Regions from separate parts of the Hordeum vulgare genome. Here region 1 is linked to region 2. Evidence: chromatin contacts called from public Hi-C data. All regions are on one chromosome and are shown on one strand. The core of a region is the stretch at or near the end of the contact, and the rest is flanking DNA. Distances in the headings are between cores, read along the strand shown.

What was found. Hi-C and Micro-C count contacts between places; a contact is called where the count stands out from the background.
Region 1: a Hi-C map of leaf shows a contact between it and region 2, with 2.4 times the contacts expected there. The contact joins the promoter of LOC123442880 here to the promoter of LOC123442870 in region 2. A contact is called at or near these places in 3 of 6 Hi-C or Micro-C datasets (leaf and seedling) and 1 of 1 datasets of contacts at active chromatin or transcription factors (embryo).

The regions. Positions count from the first base shown.
Region 1 is chr1H:431,826,797-431,832,996 of MorexV3_pseudomolecules_assembly, reverse strand. LOC123442880 reads left to right here and starts at 4,659. Exons shown (of 7, transcript XR_006630538.1): 1 at 4,659-4,922; 2 at 5,365-5,457; 3 at 6,071-6,200. It overlaps LOC123412902 (thioredoxin-like fold domain-containing protein MRL7L homolog, chloroplastic), which reads left to right. Exons shown (of 4, transcript XM_045105865.1): 3 at 33-144; 4 at 239-425. The coding sequence ends at 360.
Region 2 is chr1H:431,491,184-431,497,920 of MorexV3_pseudomolecules_assembly, reverse strand. LOC123442870 (guanosine nucleotide diphosphate dissociation inhibitor 1) reads left to right here and starts at 4,747. Exons shown (of 13, transcript XM_045119043.1): 1 at 4,747-5,068; 2 at 5,749-5,811; 3 at 6,004-6,087. The coding sequence starts at 4,982.

The DNA.
Region 1 (6,200 bases), core at 3,410-5,909, 340 kb before region 2:
CTGACCTCCCAACTATTCTTGTTTACCCGCAGTGTGTCGCGGTCGATGCCTGTGCGGAGCCAGGCCTCGTGGCCGCTCTGAAGGTGTCCGGCTTCCCTGAGTTGCTCTTCACCAATGCAGGCAAGATACTGTACCGAGAGAAAGGTATACCTTGTCCGGTTTCTTAGATGGATACTCCTTGGATGTAACTCTCGTCCGGCCATCCGTTTACCTGATCTGTAATCCCTTGTTCTGATAGCTGTCCGGTCGGCCGAGGTGCTGGCGAGGATGATAGCCTTCTTCTACTACAAGGCGGCGAGACCACCTTGCTTGAGCGAATCAGACGGCCAGGGGCAAGAGAAGGTCCCTCTGATGTCGTGAAAGGAAGGGTACTTCGTGCTACTAGTAGTATTTTACATCAGTGTAACTTTCGAGTTTACATAGTACTCCCTCCGTCCCAAAACTTTTGTCTTACGTTTGTCTAGAAATGGATGTATCTAAGTACTTATAAGATACATTCATATTTAGACAAATCTAAGACAAAAATTTTGGGACGGAGGGAGTACTTACATCAAGAGTAGAGTTACTGTTACAAGGAACCTTAATTCCCACGTGTGACAATGCCTAACAGTCAGTGTATGATTCTGTTCGGCATGCTGGATAGCCATGTGACCAATGGCGGAGCTATCACAAATCGGTTTTGCTAATGAGAAGGGTGTGATAGCTTCCGGATGACTAGGCACCCTCTATGAACAGTAAAATAATAATAATAAAATCAAAAAAATCTGAAACTTTGCAGCATCAAAGATGCTAGGTTCCTACAAGTTTTCATGTCAAAATATCACGTAGAGAAAGATGTACAAACAATTTTCAGATTACAGCGCTAAAAGTGCTCAAAACTTCAAGTATTGACATATTTTCCGTGTGTAGAGCTCCTCGAATAGTTTTCTGGCATGAAAACTTGCAATGACCTATAAAATTTCATCGTCTTTGATGCTGCAAAGTTTTAGATTTTTCTTATTTTGTTTTCTATTTTTTTTGATTTTACTATTCATAGAAGGTGCCTAGGCACCCGGGAGCTGAAAATCCACTCCCTTTGCTAATACTCAAATAGCTGAGTTTTAGTTTGGCATCATTCACCTTCATGTTCATTGGATTAATAATGGGCTAATGCGCTGAGATTTGCGTGTGTGTGTCTCTGAATAATGCTACACCTACAAAGGCTTACTTAAAGATTTTACATACAAACTGATGTGTATGATTGTGATTGGTAATTGGAGGATGAGGGGTCCCATCCCCACTGTAAATCAGGGGAGAGAAGAATTAGTAAGTAAACCTCTGTAAGTTTTTGTAGGCCTAGCATTATTGTGTGTCTCTCACGCTTCTATTTCATTTTTTTTTTCTTTTTTGCGTGAGCGGTGAGAGGGTGGGTCGTTGTGCAGTAGATTTTTTTTTGCTTTCGAGAGGCTGGACCGATATACTGAGATGTTGAACGCGGTATTCCTTTTCACTTTTTTGTTGTTATTATATCCCTGGGCTATACGTACGTGCATGCATGGAGATGAGCTGAAACGGTAGGTTGCAGCTGCGGCTGCAAGGCCGGCCTTCAGTAATAGGAGTACTATAAGCTGCGATCGGCAAAGAGAGAGAGAGAGAGAGAGATAAGCTGAAACAAGGTGAGCTTTGTTTGCATATTGTTCTCACGTGGTTGTTATCATTATTTTATTTTTTGTTTTTTCCTTTCCTTTACTTTTTTTATCTTTATAAGAAAATACCTTTTGTTTTAATGATTTATATATATAAACACCTTGTAACTAATTTATAACTAGATAAAATTTATCATTTTTTTCTCTGTTCTTCTTTTTCCATTTTCCATTTTGTTGAAACTAAGCTAGCTGAGTTTTAACTATGGCCTCGATCACTTTTCTAGCCCCCTGATCATCACACTAAGATTCGTGATGGCTTTCGTTCCTTATCATGGGAGCGACGGTGCGCGGCTCGTCTCTTACGAGAGAAAGCGCATGTGCATGTGTTCTATGAGGAATTTTGATTATTTGCAAGAGCTGAGCTATGTGGGCTTCCTTTTTCTTTTCTTTGTCTGTCAAAAAAGGAAAGATGGGGATCGAAAGATGCAACTCTCCTTCACTATAGCGTTCAGGTGTAAGCTCGTTTTTTCGCGTTAGGGATATGCTCTTTGTAAAGACTTATTTTACCTCTGACATGATTAATTGTTTTTTCTTATGGAATTCTTATTATTTCACTATACGTAGAACGAGTAGAATATTGTTTCTATATTTTCTATTTTCTCCCAGATATGATGCCAGTTTGGTCATCATGCACAAAAAGGGGAATTAGGGGTTTGATTACGTTTTCATTACTGTTACCATTTCTCTTGCCAAACACCCCCTAAGATTCAACAATGTTACTTCCACTCCCTTCTCGTGCAAAGATCTTCCAGAGCACAAAAATCATGTTCTACCCTCGAGCTCATTTGAGCTCGGGATGAACAGTAAAATTGATAATAAATGGAAAACATATCAATTTTTTCTGATTTTTTTGGTGCAATCATTGACAAAAGTTCTCACTCCTTGCAAAATTTCATCAAAAATGACATTCTTAGAACTCATGAACAAAAAAAAGTACTTCAAAATGTTATTGAAATAACCCTTTTGGAGCATCATTTTTTTTCAATGACTTCCACTAATGTTATTTTTGACGAATTTGGTGAGCACTGAAAACTTTTGTCAATGTTTAGATAAAAAAATATCAATTTTTTTGAATTATTTGATGGTACTGTTCACCCGAGCTCATTTGAGCTCAGGCTCAAAAACATCACGTCCTCCATAGCACAAATTCAAACATGTAAGCCATTTCAAAAAAGAAGAAGGGCGCAAACCATTTCAACTTGTTTTTTGGGAGCTCCTACCTGTCGCATTCTGCGGCAGGGAGTTGCTCGAGAACATAGGGTGGTCGTCCGACTCGGCCGGCCTAGTTCTTTTTGTTTTTTGTTTTTTTCCTTTTCTTCTTATTTCCTTTCTTCTTTTTTGGTTTGTTGTTTCTTTTCTTTTTTCTTTTTTTGTTTTTATATAAAAACGAATAAATGTTGAATTTACCAATTATTTTTTGAAAAAGATGAACATTTTCTAAAACGGAGAACAAATTTAGAAGCACGAATAAGTTTTTTAAACATGAACATTTTTTGAATCCCGAGAACAAAAAATTTCAAAACCCCGAACAAATTTGGAAGCACGAACAATTTTTTAAAGCACGAACATTTTTTGAATCTTGAGACAATATTTTGAAACCGAGAATAACTTTGAAAAATAGCTAACAAATTTGGAAGCGCGAACAATTTTTTAAAGCACAACATTTTTTGAATCTTGAGAACAAAAATTTGAAATGGTGAACAATTTTAAAAAACACCAAACAAATTTGGAAGCACGAACAATTTTGAATATTTTTAAAACGGAGAACAAATTTGGAAGCGTGAATAATTTTGAACATGTTTTAAAACTGGGAACAAATTTGGAAGCGCGAACAAATATTTAAAGCACGAACATTTTTTGAATCTTGAGAACAAAATTTTAAACTGAGAACAATTTTGAAAAACTGTGGACAAATTTGGAAGCACGAACAATTTCTTAAAGCATGACCATTTTTTGAATCTTAAAAATAAAATTTTGAAACGGAGAACAATTTTGTAAAACCCCAAACAACTTTGAATGCACGAACATTTTTTGAATCTTGAGAACAAATTTTGAAACCGAGAACAATTTTGAAAAATCCTGAACAAATTTGAAAGCGCGGAGTATTTTTGAAAGCACGAACATTTTTTGAATCCTGAGAACAAAATTTTGAAACAAAGAACATTTTGGAAAATCCCCGAACAAGTCTTGAAGCGCGAACAATTTTTTAAAGCATGAACATATTCTGAATCTTGAGAACAAAGTTTGAATCCGAAAACAAATTTGAAAAATCCTAAACAAATTTGGAAGCATGAAAAAAATAAAACACGACCACTTTTTAAATCTTGAGAACAAAATTTTGAAACAGAGAACAATTTTGAAAAACTCCAAACAAATTTGGAAGCGCGAACAATTTTTATTGCACGAACATTTTTGAATCTTGAGAATAAATTTTTGAAACAGAGAACAATTTTGGAAAACACCAAATAAATTTGGAAGGTCCAACATTTTTTGAAATTATGAATATTTCTAATTAGAACTTTAAGAAAGAAAACAAAATCATTTGTTGTATGTGAAGAAGAAAATTTGAAAATTCAGAACATTTTTTGAAAATTCAGAATATTTTTTGAAACAGAAATAGAAAAGATAAAAAAGAAAAAGAAAATAAAAAAACGGTTCAGTAATAAACCTTCTAAAAGTTTCTCAAAACCGAAATTTTTTTAGCTGGAACCTCCAGAAGTTTCAAAAAACCAGGATCAGTGAAAGTCGCTAATGAGCCAGTCGATAACTCGCCGCAGCTGCAAATAGGAGATTCCTTGTTTTTTTAGGGAAACCATCTCAATTAGGCTGGCACTGTACAAATAAATCGTAACCAGGCCGGGTTCTCCTCAGGCCCAGAGCGAAACACGACCGCCGCTCGAGCCCAAAGAAATTTCCTCGCGAGGAGTCGTAACTCTACGGAATTCTCAAGAAAAAAAAAAAAAAAACAAAACTCTACGGAAACGGTCCCCGTCCTCTCGCGATTTTCTGTTCCTCTGTCGCGCGAGGCAAATCTCCCCCAGGCGTTCCCGGAGCCGGCGCCGCGGCGAGAAGCGCGCGTCCCCAGGCGTTCGTTCTCCACGCCGGCGAGACGAAGAGAGAGCAGAGGGGAAGGGCGCCTCGCCCCACGTCGATCGGCGCGCCCGGCCGCCACCGATGGATTCGGCTCGGCCCAGGAGGGTTCCCAACAAATCCCGCCGCCCGGACTGGAGAGAGGAGGTTCGTTGACTTTGTCCCATTTCCAGCCCATCTCGCCGGCGGCGCAGCTGGTTCTATGCTGCCATGCCGCACGCTGCGGCAGGCCGGAGCCTGAAGCGTGACGCTACTGTTGGATTGCTGGGTAACGGGTGCTGCCGCCATGCGCACGAGGTGTTCGGTTAATTGCCCTAGAACTATCAGTAGGGCGTCACCCGTGTCATGAAGTCAAGCATTTTTCTGCTATTTCCTTAGGAATCATGAAGTTAACCTTTTTCCTCTGCTATAGATATAGAGTAGGCTTTGAATTGAGCTGCCTGGGGTGTCATCTGCACCATAGGTTTCAGTCAACTGCCCTCGCATTGCCTATCAGTGTTGCATGCAATCTGATGGAGTAACTGTTATGTGCCTTCATCTCGTATTTCCCGTAATTTTGTCCTTATCCCCTGTTGCCTTCTACCCACAGCTTAGGGCAAATTGCATGACAAGAGTTAAAAATGAGAGAGTCCACTTGCTCTGGAAGATGAGGAACCAAGGGCAGCCACCTGCTACTGACATGGTATCTAAATATGGTGCATTCTACTTTATCATATCTTGTGCAGCTTATGTTCTTATTAAAAATAAAGGCTACAGGCTAGGCTCCTTTATATGTTATTTAGCTACCCGTTCAAGACATTGGTATAAGTTACTATTTTGAAAAGCAAAACTGAACTCAAGATTGATCAATGCCCATTACGATACCATTTCCAAACACTTGCAATGTGTTTCACCCTGCACCTGCAATCTAACCATAGATTTGAATAATTAGTAATATTAAACTTTGTGCGGTGTCTGTTAGAAATTTTCTTTGCCATACTGAACTGTTGTAGTTAAAATATGATGCAGTAACTCCACTACAAGGGCATAGAATAAATGTTAATAAGTACTCCATGATTATGCTGTTAAGAATTTCCTCATTGTCCACTACATCTCTAATTATTGATAACCTATTCCGGTTCAATTCGGTATCATTATTTCTTCAACGTTTTTTGTTCAAGTATATACATACTGAAGCTGGTCACGATAATAAAACTGAATTCACTATGACTACCCCAATTGATTAATATTTCTTGATTTTCCTTCTTTCATACATATGTCTGATCTCTGATTTATCCATATATGTCGGCTGACAGAAAACGGCTGAATCTGCAGTCAGGAACATTATCTCGGATGAGGTAAAGAAACTCAAAAGATGTGTGGATGGAAAAAAGGACCAAGAAGTTGATATGATATGGGAATATGAAGGACCACAAGAAGCTAAGC
Region 2 (6,737 bases), core at 3,498-5,997:
TCCTCACGTCCCTCGATCCGCCCCGCGAACCGTCCCGCGATCGGTCCCACGATCTAGTACCGAACGGACGGCACCTCCGCATTCAGCACACGTACAACTCGACGATGATCTCGGCCTTCTTGATCCAGCAAGAGAGACGGAGACGTAGATGAGTTCTCCGGCAGCGTGACGGTGCTCCGGAGGTTGGTGGTGATCTAATCTCAGCAGGGCTCCGCCCGAGCTCCGCAGAAACGCGATCTAGAGGTAAAACCGTGGAGATATGTGGTCGGGCTGCCGTTGCAAAGTTGTCTCAAATCATCCCTAAAACCTCTGTATATATAGGGGGAAGAGGGGGAGCCTTGACTTGGGGTCCAAGGACCCCCAAGGGGTTCGGCCGAGCCAAGGGGGGAGTCCTCCCCTTCCAAACCGAATCCAACTAGGTTTGGAAGGAGGAGTCCTTCCCCCTTTTCCTACCTCCTTTTTTTTCTCTTTGATTTTCTTCCTATGGCGCATAGGGCCTTCTTGGGCTGTCCCACCAGCTCACTAAGGGCTGCTGCGCCACCCCCAAGGCCTATGGGCTTCCCCGGGGTGGGTTGCCCCCCCCCCCCCGGTGAACACCCGGAACCCATTCGTCATTCCCGGTAACTCCGAAAACCTTCCGGTAATCAAATGAGGTCATCCTATATATCAATCTTCGTTTCCGGACCATTCTGGAAACCCTCGTGACGTCCGTGGTCTCATCCGGGACTCCGAACAACATTCGGTAACCAACCATATAACTCAAATACGCATAAAACAACGTCGAACCTTAAGTGTCAGACCCTGAGGGTTCGAGAACTATGTAGACATGACCTGAGTGACTCCTCGGTCAATATCCAATAGCGGGACCTGGATGCCCATATTGGATCCTACATATTCTACGAAGATCTTATCGTTTGAACCTCAGTGCCAAGGATTCATATAATCCCGTATGTCATTCCCTTTGTCCTTCGGTATGTTACTTGCCTGAGATTCGATCGTCAGTATCCGCATACCTATTTCAATCTCGTTTACTGGCAAGTCTCTTTACTCGTTCCGTAATAGAAGATCCCGCAACTTACACTAAGTCACATTGCTTGCAGGGCTTGTGTGTGATGTTGTATTACCGAGTGGGCCCCGAGATACCTCTCCGTCACACGGAGTTACAAATCCCAGTCTCGATCCATACTAACTCAACGAACACCTTCGGAGATACGTGTAGAGCATCTTTATAGTCACCCAGTTACGTTGCGACGTTTGATACACAAAAAGCATTCCTCCGGTGTCAGTGAGTTATATGATCTCATGGTCATAGGAACAAATACTTGACACGCAGAAAACAATAGCAACAAAATGACACGATCAATATGCTACGTCTATTAGTTTGGGTCTAGTCCATCACGTGATTCTTCTAATGACGTGATCCAGTTATCAAGCAACAACACCTTGTTCATAATCAGAAGACCCTGACTATCTTTGATCAACTGGCTAGCCAACTAGAGGCTTGCTAGGGACAGTGTTTTGTCTATGTATCCACACATGTATATAAGTCTTCATTCAATACAATTATAGCATGGATAATAAACGATTATCTTGATACAGGAATTATAATAATAACTATATTTATTATTGCCTCTAGGGCATAATTCCAACAAATACATGTGTGGGTACATACACAACACTATATCCGTAGTGAGCCTCTAACGGACTATCTCGTTGATCAAAGATGGTCAAGGTTTCCTGGCCATAGACATGAGTTGTCATTTGATAACGGGGTCACATCATTAGGAGAATGATGTGATGGACAAGACCCAAACTATGAATATAGCATATGAAAGTGTGAGTTTATTGCTATTGTTTTTTTGCATGTCAAGTATTTGTTCCTATGACCATGAGATCACGCAACTCACTAACACCGGAGGAGTACCTTGTGTGTATCAAACGTCGCAATGTAACTGGGTGACTATAAAGGTACTCTACAGGTATCTTCGAGGGCATTTGTTGAGTTGGCATGGATCAAGACTCGGATTTGTTACTCCGTGTGATGGAGAGGTATCTAAGGGCCCACTCGGTAATACAATATCACAGCAAGCTTGCAAACAATGTGACCAAAGAGTTAGTCACGGGATCTTGTATTACGAAACGAGTAAAGAGACTTGTCGGTAACGAGATTGAACTAGGTATAGAGATACCGACGATCAAATCTCGGGCAAGTAACATACCGATGGACAAAGGGAACTGTATACGAGATTGAATGAATCCGTGACATCGTGGTTCGACCGATAAAGATTTTCATAGAATATGTAGGAGCCAATATGGACATACAGGTCCCACTATTAGTTATTGGTCGGAGAATGTCTCGGTCATGTCTGCATAGTTCTCGAACCAGTAGGGTTTGCACACTTAAGGTTTGGTGACGATTTAGTATTAATGAGTTATGTGTGATGGTAACCGAAAGTTGTTCGGAGTCCTGGATGAGATCCAGTACGTCAAGAGGAGCTTCATAATGGTTTGGAGGTAAAGATTGATATATAGGAAGCTGGTATTCATGCTCCGAAAAGGTTTCGGAATATGTCGGTTTTGTGACGGGAGTACCAGAAGTGTTCCAGGGGGTCCACCTACCCCGGAGGGCCCCATGGGCTGTGAGAGGGGGCGTGCCAGCCCCTGGTGGGCTGCCAGCCCCTCCCACCAAGGCCCATGCGGCAGGAGGTGGGGGATAAGCCCACAAAGGGCCCGACCACCCTTGCCTTGGGTGGAAAGGCACCCTAGGGCCGTCGCGCCCCACCCCTTGGTCGCCGCCCCCAAGGGGGGAGCCCTAGGCCGAACTGGCCACCCCTCCTCTCCTCATATATATATATATATATATATATATATATATATATATATATATATATATATATATATATGAGAGGGGAGAGAGGGATGCAACACACACGCCACGACGCAACCTCTCCCTCTCCCTCTAGATCATCTCCTTCTCTTGATATTTCGGTAGTGCTTGGCGAAGCCCTGCCGGGACAGCTACACCACCACCACCGTTACACCGTCGCGCTGCCGGAGAACTCATGTACCACTCCGTCCTCGCTTGCTAGATCGATGAGGTGGAGACGTCATCAAGCTGTATGTTTGTTGAACGCAGAGGTGCCGTCAGTTCGGCACTTGATCGGGAGTTCGTGTGATGGATCGTGATTGGATCTCAAAGACGTACCACTACATCAACCGCGTTCTTTAATGCTTCCACTTAGTGATCTACAATGGTATGTAGATACAGTCTCTCCTCTTAGATGTGCATCTCCTAGATTGATCTTGGTGAGCGTAGATTTTTTTTCCATGCAGCGTTCCCCAACGAGGAGACCACTCTAAAAACACAATTATGGGAGATTTTTGATATATGTCAACAAAGAAACAATAATGTTGCTCAGGTTTGGGATGGTTTGGAGTTGAGGTTGACTTTTAACAGATGTGTGGATGAGAGACTTATGGGTATGTGGCAAGAGCTTTTGGTGGTAATTGCCAATTACATTCCAAATGGTGGAGATGATAAACTTTTTGGAAGCTAGAACATAATGGTATATACTTTGTAAAATCTTTCTATAACATCATTAATTGGGGAGGGGGTTATACCCCTATTTGGAAAAAATTCTGGAAAATCAATGTTCCTAATAGATATTTGGTGTTTATTTGGCTGGCTTACTACAATAAAATCCCAACTAGGGATAATTTTGGAAAGAGACAACATATAAAAGATGAAACATGTTTGTTGTGTAGTGATAAGGAAACTGTGCATCACCTTCTCTTTGGTTGAGTTGTTGCTAGAGTCGTTTGGCATGATATTATTGATGCTTTTGATTTTATTCAACCAAACAATATGAAGGAATATTCTGCTTTGTGGAATGCTAATAATAGGGAAAGTGCGATAAATATTGTTTGTGTTGCTACTATTTGGAGCATTTGGTCTATGATTAACAGAATATGTTTTCAGGGCGTTCTATGGATAAGTACTCAGGTTGTCCTCGGGACGACTAGTTCATCTATTCATCAATGGAAGATTATGTGCAAAGGGGACCAATCGGTCATGCTGCGGCGCTGTCTCCGCCTCCTGGACCATCGAAGAGGAGAGCTACTTCGCATCGCCTGGAGATGAGGGGCCGAGGTGGAGATGATGCTGGATCCGAAGGCTGTTTCCTAAGGGCGCACACTCGATGATCTTGTTGCACCCAACCCCGGGACGAAAAAAGACTCTTCATTGTTTGCTGCTAGGGTGTTGGCTTTGCTTCAGTTTTGGTTATGTGTAATAGGATCTAGTTCTCGCGTCCTCGGCTGGCTGGAATTTTTAACCTTTTTTGTTCAAAAAAAAGAATGCGATGTCGGACTAACGAAGCGAGGGAGTGGTGCACTGTGTAGGAAACACGCCTACCAAAAATGCGAACCTAGTAGCCTTTAAAAAAAATGCAAACCTAGTGATTTTGTGGATAGTGTCTTAATTTATTTTTTTCACGGTGAATGTCAAACGTAAATCAGCCTAGCGCACATCTCAAAAAAACACAAATCAGCCTAGCTCAGAAAGAGTTGACAGACCAGAGACCACAGAACAGCTAGCCCAGAAACCGGCCCACATGCGTTACCTCTGCGGCGTGCCGTCATGTGCTCAACCCATACCGCCCCGCATGGCCGAAAGCAAAAAAAGAAGCAAAATAAATAAATAAATCAGTAGATAAAGGCCCCCGGACGCGCAAATAGCGCATTGTCCCAGGGACCTGTGCGCCAAAACGCCGTGCCGTGTTTCTGGCGATCGGCATCGCACGCACGCACCTGGCACCTCCCTCGCCCGGATTCCCTCCCACCGCTCTTTTAGCACCTGCCCCCCGTTGCTTGCGTCCAACTCAACTCCACTCCCCCGCCTCCTCCCCTCTCCCATCTGCTCTGCTCTGCTCTGCTCGTCCCTACCTGCGATCGCCGCGGCCACCAGCCAGCCAGGCCCGCCATGGACGAGGAGTACGACGTGATCGTGCTGGGCACGGGGCTCAAGGAGTGCATCCTCAGCGGCCTCCTCTCCGTCGACGGCCTCAAGGTGAAGCCCGCCTCCCCCTGCCGATCGATCTGTGTGCCTTTCCCCGTTCCAGCCGCCTGCCGTGCCGTCGCTCGCTCAGCTCCCGTGCTGGGGTTTCGCGTGCTTTCCGACGGGGCCCGCGCGCTCGGTGGCCGCGTGGGGTGGTTGCTGCTGCTTCCAGGTAGTAGATCGGGCGATGGTGCTGGCATCCGGCTTGATCCGGACCCGATGCCGGCAGATGGGCGATTGTTTCGGCTGCCACACCGTGTCCCTCTCTTGTTGGTGGTAGGAACTGTTGCGAAACTTAGTCGGTCGTTCGACTTGGGGGAGGCAGCCTGTAGTGATGTGGAGGTAGGGACGCAGGGCCATGGCTGAATCGGAAGGTAAACTGCAGTGACGGCGACCCCAGCCGTGGTCTCCCAGTTCATGCTAGTAGATGTGATCCATGCTTGTAAGGCGCGGGTATGAGTTTGCAAAGCTGGGGTACATCAGTTAGTGAGGAAAAAGGGAGGGCGTATTTTGAGTTTGTTGTGGCGTGACATGCTTACCCATTTGGAAGCATGCTCTTTTATGCTGTATTAATTAGGTGAGATACTGCTGATCTAAAAGTGACGGGATGCTCGAAACATGTTGTAGTCTGAAGGGGTGCAAAAATGTTGATATTGCTAAATGTGTTCTAAGTCTTCTTTTGCTTTTTGCAGGTTTTGCACATGGATAGAAATGACTACTACGGAGGAGATTCCACCTCCCTCAACTTGAATCAGGCAAGCAACTATATGTCTCTATCGAGTGGTTTAAGCTAAGATTGCAACCACCTAGAATCATGGGTACTTTTTGAAAACATTTATATATGAACAAAAGCCACTCAGTCTGTTTTGGTATTTGATATGATTGATTTATTCTTGTAGTTGTTTTTTTAGTTATATCTCTTTAATGTTTGCATGTGTTGTCAACAGCTCTGGAAGAAGTTTAGGGGGGAAGATAAACCACCGGCGCATTTAGGTGCCAGCAGAGACTACAATGTAGACATGGTTCCAAAGGTGTGGCATGCCCCTTTTGATTAAATCCATCCTTGTGTGCCGCACATATTAACTGACTATACAATATATGAACTCTTTTCCTTGCAAAAATATTTATAAACTTATTTGTTGTTCAGTCGAGTGATTTAGCAATAAGGAAAACCATTGGCGTATGACCAGTAAATAGCCTTTCAAACATGGTTACCACGGTTGCTGCAACAGCCTTTGAAAGCCCCAGCTGAGGTTTGAAATTGATGACAATCGGTGAGGATTTGGTGTCCGGTTCATAGATGGGTGCCAAACCAATGAAATCAAGATAGAATGGAAGATGGGAGGTTATGATTTCTTCCAGCTGCCATCTGCCACTAATATGGTTCTGAGGCAGCAGAAGGCTGGGAGATAGGTTATGGCACTACGTATCTTTAGAAGGTTGCGTCGCTACTTTATGGTTCCCCTCCTAACTAAAGGGTTGCCGCTGTGCTGGATGGGCTGATCAGGCCCATGTGTCATGTTTTCTCCTTCTTTTAATGTGGATGTTCTCTAGTATGACCTTTCTGCCTAAATATCTGGTGTGCATATTGCATCTTCATCTTTTTTCTCTGAATCGGAGATGTACATTATACACCTATTAGGGAACCCAGCTTTTGTAAGTGGCGAATGCATTGATCCGC